Regions from separate parts of the Mus musculus genome. Here region 2 is linked to region 1. A link is a contact called in public Micro-C data. All regions are on one chromosome and are shown on one strand. Each heading gives the region's core, a stretch centred on a gene start, on an enhancer-like site or on the middle of the called end of the contact. The rest is flanking DNA. Distances are from core to core; before and after follow the strand shown. Region 1 has its middle 22 kb from the start of E330017L17Rik. Region 2 holds the start of Adgrb2 (adhesion G protein-coupled receptor B2).

The links. Hi-C and Micro-C count contacts between places; a contact is called where the count stands out from the background.
Region 2: a contact with region 1 is called in a Micro-C map of embryonic stem cells, with 1.7 times the contacts expected there. The contact joins the promoter of Adgrb2 here to the enhancer-like site in region 1. A contact is called at or near these places in 1 of 484 Hi-C or Micro-C datasets (embryonic stem cells), 2 of 115 datasets of contacts at active chromatin or transcription factors (embryonic stem cells and memory CD8 T cells) and 1 of 9 other capture datasets (pancreatic islet).

Annotation. Positions count from the first base shown.
Region 1 is chr4:129,881,670-129,886,373 of GRCm38.p6, reverse strand. No RefSeq gene overlaps it. Among named protein-coding and RNA genes, the nearest start is that of E330017L17Rik, 22 kb to the left of the region's middle. Within about 2 kb of position 3,318, at least 237 of the 459 cell types and tissues checked have an H3K27ac peak or open chromatin away from gene starts, as enhancers often do. A contact at or near this core is called in embryonic stem cells and memory CD8 T cells, where this site is marked.
Region 2 is chr4:129,982,632-129,986,967 of GRCm38.p6, reverse strand. It overlaps Adgrb2 (adhesion G protein-coupled receptor B2), which reads right to left and starts at 2,098. Exons shown (of 30, transcript NM_001290715.2): 1 at 1,661-2,098.

The DNA of each region.
Region 1 (4,704 bases), core at 2,069-4,568:
CAAAGTGAGTTCCAGGACAGCCAGGACTACACAGAGAAACCCTGTCTCGAAAAACCAAAAAAAAAAATAATAATAATAATTAATTAATTAAAAAATAAAAATATATCAAAATACGGGGCTGGAGAGGTGGATCGGTGGTTAAGCCCGCTAACTGGGGGCTGGAGAGATGGCTCAGCGGTTAAGAGCATTGACTGCTCTTCTGAAGGTCCTGAGTTCAAATCCCAGCAACCTCATGATGGCTCACAACCATCCATAATGAGATCTGACACCCTCTTCTGGGGTGTCTAAAGACAGCTACAGTGTACTTAGTTATAATAATAAATAAGTCTGTCGGGTGTGGTGGCACACGCCTTTGATCCCAGCACTTGGGAGGCAGAGGCAGGCAAATTTCTGAGTTTGAGGCCAGCCTGGTCTACAGAGTGAGTTCCAGGACAGCCGGGACTACACAGAGAAACCCTGTATCGAAAAAAATAAAATGAATAAATAAATAAATAAATAAATAAATAAATAAATAAATAAATAAATCTTAGGACCAGAGCTAGCTGGGCCAGAGCAAGAAAAGGTCCTGAGTTCAATTCCCAGCAACCACATGATGGCTCACAACCATCTGTACAGCTACAGTATACTCATATACATAAAATAAATAAATAAATAAATCTTTTTTAAAAAGGAGAGAGAGAGAGAGAGAGAGCACTGACTAATCTTCCAAAGGACCCAGGTTCAATTCCCAGCACCCACATGGCAATTCAGAACCGTCTATAACTCCAGGGGATCTAACATCCTCACACAGACATACAAAATATCAATTCAGGCAAAACATCAATGCACATATAATACGAATAAATAAGTCATACAACTTTTTTTTTAATACCAAAGTAAAGGCTATGGCATAGCTCAGCTGGTAGTGTCCTTGTCTATTGTTTTAGGGTTTACTGCTGTGAGCAGACACCATGACCAAGGCAACTCTTTTTTTTTTTTTTAAAGATTTATTTATTATTATATATAAGTACACTGTAGCTATCTTCCTTCAGACACACCAGAAGAGGGAGTCAGGTCTTGTTACAGATGTTTGTGAGCCACCATGTGGTTGCTGGGACTTGAACTCTGGACCTTCGGAAGAGCAGTCGGGTGCTCTTACCTGCTGAGCCATCTCACCAGCCCCCAAGGCAACTCTTATAAGGACAACATTTAATTGGGGCTGGCTTACAGGTTCAGAGGTTCAGTCCATTATCATCAAGGCAGGAACATAGCAGCATCCAGGTAGGCATGGTGCTGGAGGAGCTGAGAGTTCTACATCTTCATCTGAAGGCTGCTAGAAGACTGGCTTCCAGCCGGGCAGTGGTGACACACACCTTTAGTCCCAGCACTTGGGAGGCAGAGGCAGGAGGATTTCTGAGTTCGAGGTCAGCCTGGTCTACAGAGTGAGTTCCAGGACAGCCGGAGCTGTACAGAGAGACCCTGTCTGGAAAAACCAAAAAAAATAAATAAATAAATAAAACAAACAAACAAACAAAAACCCCCTAAGACTGGCTTCCAGGCAGTTAGGGTTTTAAAGCCCACGCCCACAGTGACACACCTTCTCCAACAAGGCCATACCCCCTAATAGGGCCACTCCCTGAGCTAAGCATATTCAACCATCACACCTACTATGCACAAGGCCCTGCAACCCAGCACCACTGGGCTTTGTTGTATAAGCCTGTCATCCCAGTAGGTAGAGGCAGGATTTATCTAGGAGTTGGAAGCCAGCCTAGAAAACAGAGACTGTCTCAAAAACAAATAGCCCTCCACACACAAAATTTGCTAATCTTCACTGATAATCAAATAAATGCAAATTAAAAAAAAAACAGCCACTTTAATTTGTCAGATATGGGAAGAGGGCTAGTAGTTGCGTGGTGGCAGACTGCTTACCCAGCATGCTCAAGGCTCTGGTTTCCATGGAGATTGGTGGGGCATTTAAAAACTGGCTAAATCCTAGACTACTGAGGAGTGGCGAGATGTGGCAGCCTAGCCAGGTCCGTCAGTCTTTGTTTCCTCTGCGGCTCCCAGCCTGCCTGTGGCCACTTTCAGCCTCTGCTTCCCTGCCAGTGTTAGCTCCTCCTCAGCCTAGCGTCTCACTTCTCCCTCCACACAAGCTGCTCTGGCCTGATCTCCAGATGGAAGCTGGTCACCTATCAGTCACAGAGTGTCCTTCCCTTGGCTTCTGCGGCTGCGCACACCTGGGACTTCCTACCCGTTCTTGCATCCTAACCTTCCCATCCGGCTCCTGGCTTAACAGCTCCCTTTTCTCAGGAGCCGCCCCACCCACAACGTACAGTGTCTTCCTGAGAATGCTCGGCCACAGATGAGGTCTCCAGCTCCCATCTGTCCTGGGAGGCCTTTGTTTTTGTTGTTGTTTGTTTGTTTGTTTGTTTGTTTGAGACAAGGTTTCTCTGTGTAGCCTCGACTGTCCTGGAACTCCATAGACCAGGCTGGCCTCAAACTCAGAGATCTGCCTGCCTCTCTGCCTCTGCCTCTCTGCCTCTCTGCCTCTCTGCCTCTCTGCCTCTCTGCCTCTCTGCCTCTCTGCCTCTCTGCCTCTCTGCCTCTCTGCCTCTCTGCCTCTCTGCCTCTGCTTCTGCCCCTCTGCCTCTGCCCCTCTGCCTCTGCCCCTCTACCTCTGCCTCTGCCTCTGCCTCTGCCTCTGCCTCTGCCTCTGCCTCTGCCTCTGCCTCTGCCTCTGCCGAGTGCTGGGATTAAAGAAAGGCGTGCACCACCTCTTCCTGGTTTGGGAGATTTAAGCCTACAAATTTGCTAGACTTTGGCTTCTTTTTAATAAATCTCCACTTGTTCTGCAATAAATAAATTACAGCTTAAGGAGGCTGAGGCAGGATGAACACTTAAACTCAGGACTGAGGCCACAGCACAGTCTTTAGCCTCTCCGTGTGTGTGTGTGTGTGTGTGTGTGTGTGTGTGTGTGTGTATTTCTGTCTGTCTCTGTCTCTCTGTCTCTCTGTCTCTCTCAAGCACACTCACTTGCTATCTCTCTATCTCTGTCTGTGTCCCTGTCTCTCTCTGTCTCTGTGTCTCTGTCTGTCTCTGATTCTCTGTGGGTGTGTGTGTCTGTCTCTCTCTCCCCATCTCTCCTGTAACTTGTAACTCTGGGCATAGAATCCAGGGGATCTCAGCCAACTGCAGGCAAATGCTCTACCACTGAACTACAGCCCAGGCTTCAAGATCCTGTTTCGAAACAGAACAACAAACCGAAAAGGAAGAAGTTCCTCCTTCGCTGCTTTTCTGCCTCATTCATCGAGGCAGGCTCTCTCAGTCAAACCCAGAGCTCACCGATATGGCTGGTTGCACTAGCCTACTCTGGAGATAGCTTGCTCTGCCTTCCAGCAGGCCACCACGTCCACCCAGCCTTTCATGGGTCCTGGACATCCAAACTTCCATTCTCACATTTACGCAGCACATACTTTAACATCTGAACTCTCTCTCCAAGGCATGTGCACAATTTTTAAGTTTCCAAATGGTCCCAGAGGAAAGGGTACAGGACAGGGGCGGGGGGGGGGGGGGGGCGCAAGGGGAACTTTAGATACTTGCTCTGTTTCTGTAGGGAAGGACTTTCTGTGGGCCTGAACTTTACCTTTGGCTGGCTGACAGGATGTGGTATGCAGCCTTGGCAGGGACTTTGCCTTTCTCAGGATGACAGTGGGGGTGGAGCTCCAGGAGCCCGGGGGGAAGGGGGGGAGGAGAGCATCTAGACACCTAGGGGGTCATCCTTTGCTAACTCGTTGAGGAATCCTTGTGTTAGGAAACTGGTTCTTTCTTTTAAAAATAAAAATTAAACTACTCTGTTTTGCAGCATTTGCCCACTTCCGTGATGTAAATATTCCCACCGGGGCCAATTTCACACTACCACAGTGTACCGAGCAGCTCACAGAATTCCTGCAGCTTTAGCAAGGAGCTCTCTCTTGCTCACCTGCCCAGGGCCACTCCCATGAGCCATTCTCCACGGAGTCCCAAAGATAACTGAGGAGCCTCTAAGGAGAACTAAGGACTTGTCAGCACACAAACAGGGCGCTAATGCAAGCAGGGAATTAAACCCTACTCACTAGCAACGAGCTGATGGAGTTAGAGACTTGAGCTATGTTTGCATTAAAATATTTTTTACTTGCTTTCTCTCGGTATAAAACAGACACAAAGGACGGCAGTTCGTTCCACGGGTGTGTGCTGAGAGCCTTGCTCCTCGACAGCAGTGCTCTAGGCACACAGGACTAACGAGATGAACGAGACAAGGTTCTTGGCCTCCGGAAGCTTACATTAGAATCTAGACATTAACATTACACAGTCATAATTTACAGAGAAAACTGAAGTGGAGAAGGGACTAGGAAGTGGGGAGGACTCCTGTTTTAGATGGTTGGGAGAAGCCCTTCCTGATGAACGAACACTTGAACGGGGATGAAGAAGAGGAAGCTGCTAGTCCCGAGGCTGGCAGAGACATTCCAGGCAGGAGAGTGGAGTTGGCCAGAGTTGGGGGTGGAGCTGGGGCCCTGAGTTGACCTGTGTGAGGTCAGCAGGGTTCAGGTGTGGCTGGAGAAGCATGTGTGTGTGTGTGTGTGTGTGTGTGTGTGTGTGTGTTTGTACACATATAGGGAGAAGTAGGATTAAATTAAGTCAGGGCCCTGAATTTGCATTTTCTGTGGTAAGGAAGGCTTTGGAGGGACT
Region 2 (4,336 bases), core at 849-3,348, 100 kb before region 1:
AGAAATACCCACCACTGACACACACCCTAAATGAGACCTGCCCCTTTCTGAAGAGAAAGAGGGGAGGAGACAGGACAAGGTAGTGAGGAGGGAGGCAGAAGGGAAACCGAGAGGAAGATCAACCTCTGTCAGTCTTGGTTCCTGCCCTCCCCCAAAACATCACCAAGGTGTCACTGCTGAACCCCACTCTTCAGGTGTCTGCTCTGTCCCTGGGTCAGGTGGATTTGTTCACACCCTTCTCTATGCCCAAACCAGATAGAGTCCCTCTCTTGTAAGGCTGTAATGGGGGGAGGGGGGGCAGGAACTCCCTAGGGATACCTACTCAAGACCAAGAAGCAACCAGACCATTCTAAAAAGCAGGTTCAGTAGAGCTGTGCCTGGTACTCAAAGGGTTCCTGACTTGCTGTTGGGATGAGCCGTCCCTCGTCCCTTGTACACCATCCCTCCCCAAAGCACATAGTCTTACGACCAGGAGTGTTTGGGCACCTGGCCTCGCCCACCAACCTCATCTCCCCAGGGACTTCCCAGCGTCAGTCCCGCAGACACCTAGACACCTAACGAACGCTTGGGTTGCGGAAACCCAGGGTTGTCCGCGCGAGAAGGGGCGGTGGGTCTCGGGCTGCGGGCAGGGGGCGCCAGAGGACGCCCAGGGGCCGGGCAGGCAGCTGGCAAGGCGGGCAGGCGGGCGGCATCTCTCGGTCCGGGCGCCCCTCCCCCCGCGGGCAACAGACTGGTCGCCCGTTCTGCACTAGCCGTGGCGCGGAGGATTTCCCGCTGCTGTGCTCTCGGACCGAGCCGACTGCAGGAGTGGCCGCCAACTTCACAGCCTCCAGTCCCCCAAATCATGCCAGCCCCCGGGGGTGCAGGAGAGTGCGTCTGGTGCCTGGCTCTGAGACCGGTGGTGGGAGGATAAGGATGCGGGGGGAGGGAGGCGGGTGTCCGGCCAAAGACGAACGCGGGAGTCGGATGCGGGTTCGATGGAGATCACGGCCTGGGGAAAGGGGCTTGGAGGAGCAAGGGGGACACGGCCCCAATTCCAGGCTGAGGGGGAGGGGACTTGCATCAGAGATTGGAAAGGGAAGGCGGGACTCTGGGCAGATATGGGGGAAGGGGCACTCGGGGCAGAAATAGAGGGGAAGCATGGTCGCCGTGCAGGCGCGGGGGAGGGCACTAGCAGACACAGTTGGGGACCGAAACGACTCCGGGCAGAGTGGAGGAGAGGTCCAGAGTCCCGCGGCCAGACTAGGAGGGGAGATGGGGGAGGGGGGAGGACAGTCGAGCTGCAGGTTGGAGAGGGGGTTCAAATCAAGACCGGGGGCGCACTGCTGGGATCTTGGCCGAGACAGGGCAAGACTCGCGACAGCGGTGTGGCAGTCTGGGTCAAGATTCTAAAGGTGGGGGACTTTGACACAGACGGCAAGGGGTCGGTCCAGGCTGGGGGAGGGGGTAGCAAAGGGGTTCGCGGGAGACTAAGGGGGCTTCGGCCCGGGCCTCGGGAGTCCCTCTTAAGACGGGGGTTGGGTGAGCGCTGGACAGACTCTGTTCTGGCCGGAGGAGAATTAAGCAAGACCGGCTCACGGAGCACCCTGAGTGCGGGCACTCGGGACTGCGCGCGAGGGTTCAGTGCGGGGCCGGCCGGGGTCTGGGGCCGAGCACTCACCTGGGCGCCGTCAGCAGCAGGAGCGGGGGCCGGCGCTAGTGGAGGCGGCCGCGGGGCGCAAGTTTGCCATCCCTAAGGCGGGGGCCGGGCTGGGCGCAGGGCAGCTCGCCGCAGCCGCGCCGAGGCCCGAGGCTCCCGCTCCGCCGAGCGGCGGGTGCAGAGCAAGCACCGCGGAGCTGCACGGGGCGGGCGGGCGGGCGCCGGGCCGGGCGCGGGCTCCTGCCGCCGCCGCCGCCTCCTCGCCGCGCCGCCCCCCGCTCCCCGCCCCGAGCACCGCCCGCGCCGCGCGCCGCCTCCTATTCGCGGGTGGCGGCCGCAGCCCCAGCCTCTGATCGCCGGTGCCGCATCCTCCTCTCTGCCTCCCAGCGCCGCCGCTGCCACCGAACCGGATTCCTCCGGCCGCTCCGGCCGCTGCCCGCAGCGCGCGCCGGGCCGAGTGACGGCCGAGGCGGGACGCGGCGCCTGCGCGGGCCGGGCCCGGGAGGGGGCGCGCGCCGGGCCGGGCGCGAGGAGCCGCGGGAGAAGGGGCGGGGGGGCGGGGGCGACGCGCGCCGCCTCCTGTTAAAGGGGGAGCAGCGCCAGCCGAGCCAAGCGCGCCCTCCCCCTCCCCACCCTGGGCCCCAGGCGCCGGCGCGGGAGAAGCCCAGGGTAAGCCCCCACCCTGCCTGTGACCGCCTGGACTGCAGAGTGAGCCTCCCGGTGATACCCCTCCAGCGAAACCCCAGACTAGTGGCGTCTAGCGCAGCCAGGGTCTCCCGAGCTGTGGAGGCTAAAGCGTTTTCTCCCCCCTCCCCATTATGCAGTGCATATTGCATTGCGTGTCCCTGTGCATGCAGGTGACACTCGGTGCACTGAACTTTATATATGCATACAGGTGCCCTGCGTGTGCACTGCAATATTGCCTGGCTGGGTGCATGCAAATGCTGCACATATGCATTGACATGCGCTCAGGTCCTGAATGCATGCTGCTTTTTCCATGTGCCTTAAGAATTATATGTAGAAGCTCACAGGTGCCACATGTGTGTAGCATGCTATGGGTATAGAAGCAACACACATACCCCCGCAGCGTGGCATGTTTACTGCATATTCTGGTGTTCATCGCTGTGATATTGTATGTCCCTAGGCACGGGGATGCTACACGTGTGCAGTATGTTACATGTTTTCCCAAGTCTCTTCTCCCACAAGTGCCTTTCTCTGTGCCAGGGGCGCCCCCATGTTGCATCTGTTTGTGTAGAAGCCACAGAGATGCACAGACCCACCCCATCCTGGCACTGTGCCGAGGAACAGTTGGGTGGAGCCTAAGCCCACACGGCTCAGGCGGTACCCGGAGAGATGTCCATGGCTCAGGGCTCTGGTCAGGCTGTTTGTGGCCTGGGCATGTTGCCATCAGGAAGGTGGGCCGACTGGGGACACACCACAGCAGCCAAAACAAGTAGGTTAATCCGATGACTCTGGGCAGAGAAGCCAGCAGGGGGCAGCTTTGCAACGAGGGTGGAATGACTTTGGGACATACTTGGGAAGGTTCACACACGTGGAGGGACCAGTCCTGTAAGGACAAGGTGGTCCACGGCCCATTCATTGCTAACTTCCCCTCCCCCGCCCCCACCATAACTCGACTTTTGTCGCCTACAGGCTGTGGCAAGATGAGAAAAGCCCACCTCTTCCCAGAGGAGTTACCAAAAAGAGGCAGAGAACTTCTCCTGTCTCTTCCCTCTGTCCCTCCCCCCTAAAGCTGTCCTGGTGACATTTGTTGTGAGTGATTGGGAGAGATTATCGACTTTAATGGAAGGAGGTAATAAGGGACGATGAAGGAAGCTCACCTGTCACCTTAAGGGAATTTATGAAGCTGTGTGAAACAGGGAGGCGGTCTGGGCTTACACCTCCCCTTTTCCTGTGGGAGCCCTGAGAAGGCCAATGCCTTGGGCCTCGCACTGGCAGGCAGAGCTCCTGGATTCTTGATAAGCATCTTCAAACATACCCTGGCATAGTTAGAAGGCTCAACTACCAGTGTGAGAGTTGAGCCAGGCAGGCTTTGCCATCTGCAAGGCAATGACAGCCACCAGACGCAGTGGGAAATCCTGGGCTCCTTCTTTTCTTGCCTACTGTGAGAAGCAACAGAGTTGCGGAGTTGGGAGCTTTGAGGAGGTAGACAAAAGTGGGAAACGTGATTAGGACATGGACTGCTCTCACAAGGATGCAAAGACCAATCTCTGGAAGTCCCTGCAACATTTGCTCTCCAGAGCTCTAGCCCCTTCCTCTCCCTATAGGGAGCCTGCCTCCCTCTTTATGAATATTCATGATCATTTGCATGCTAGAGACCTAGCACCAAGAGAAAGGCAGGCAGGTCTCTTACAGATGTGATGCAGCTGGATCTCTAAAGCCACCCTCTTCCTTGGCTCTCAGAGATCCAGCTGGGTAAGGGGTGACGGGAGGGGCCGCCTCCGGGAGACAGGGAAGTTATTTATCTGTTTCTCTTAGTCCTGACTTCTTGACTTCCCGCCCTATGGAAATGGTGGGTGTTGAGGGACTCACCGGGCAGCCTTGGAAGGAGAAGCTAGGTAAACTGGGTAGAGGCAGCAGGAGTTGTCAGGGGTTGTACAGCTGTCTGGACTAGGACAGATGTTGGGAAGCCCCCCCCCATATGAGGGCTTCCCCCACCTGCTTTCCCAGGAGCCC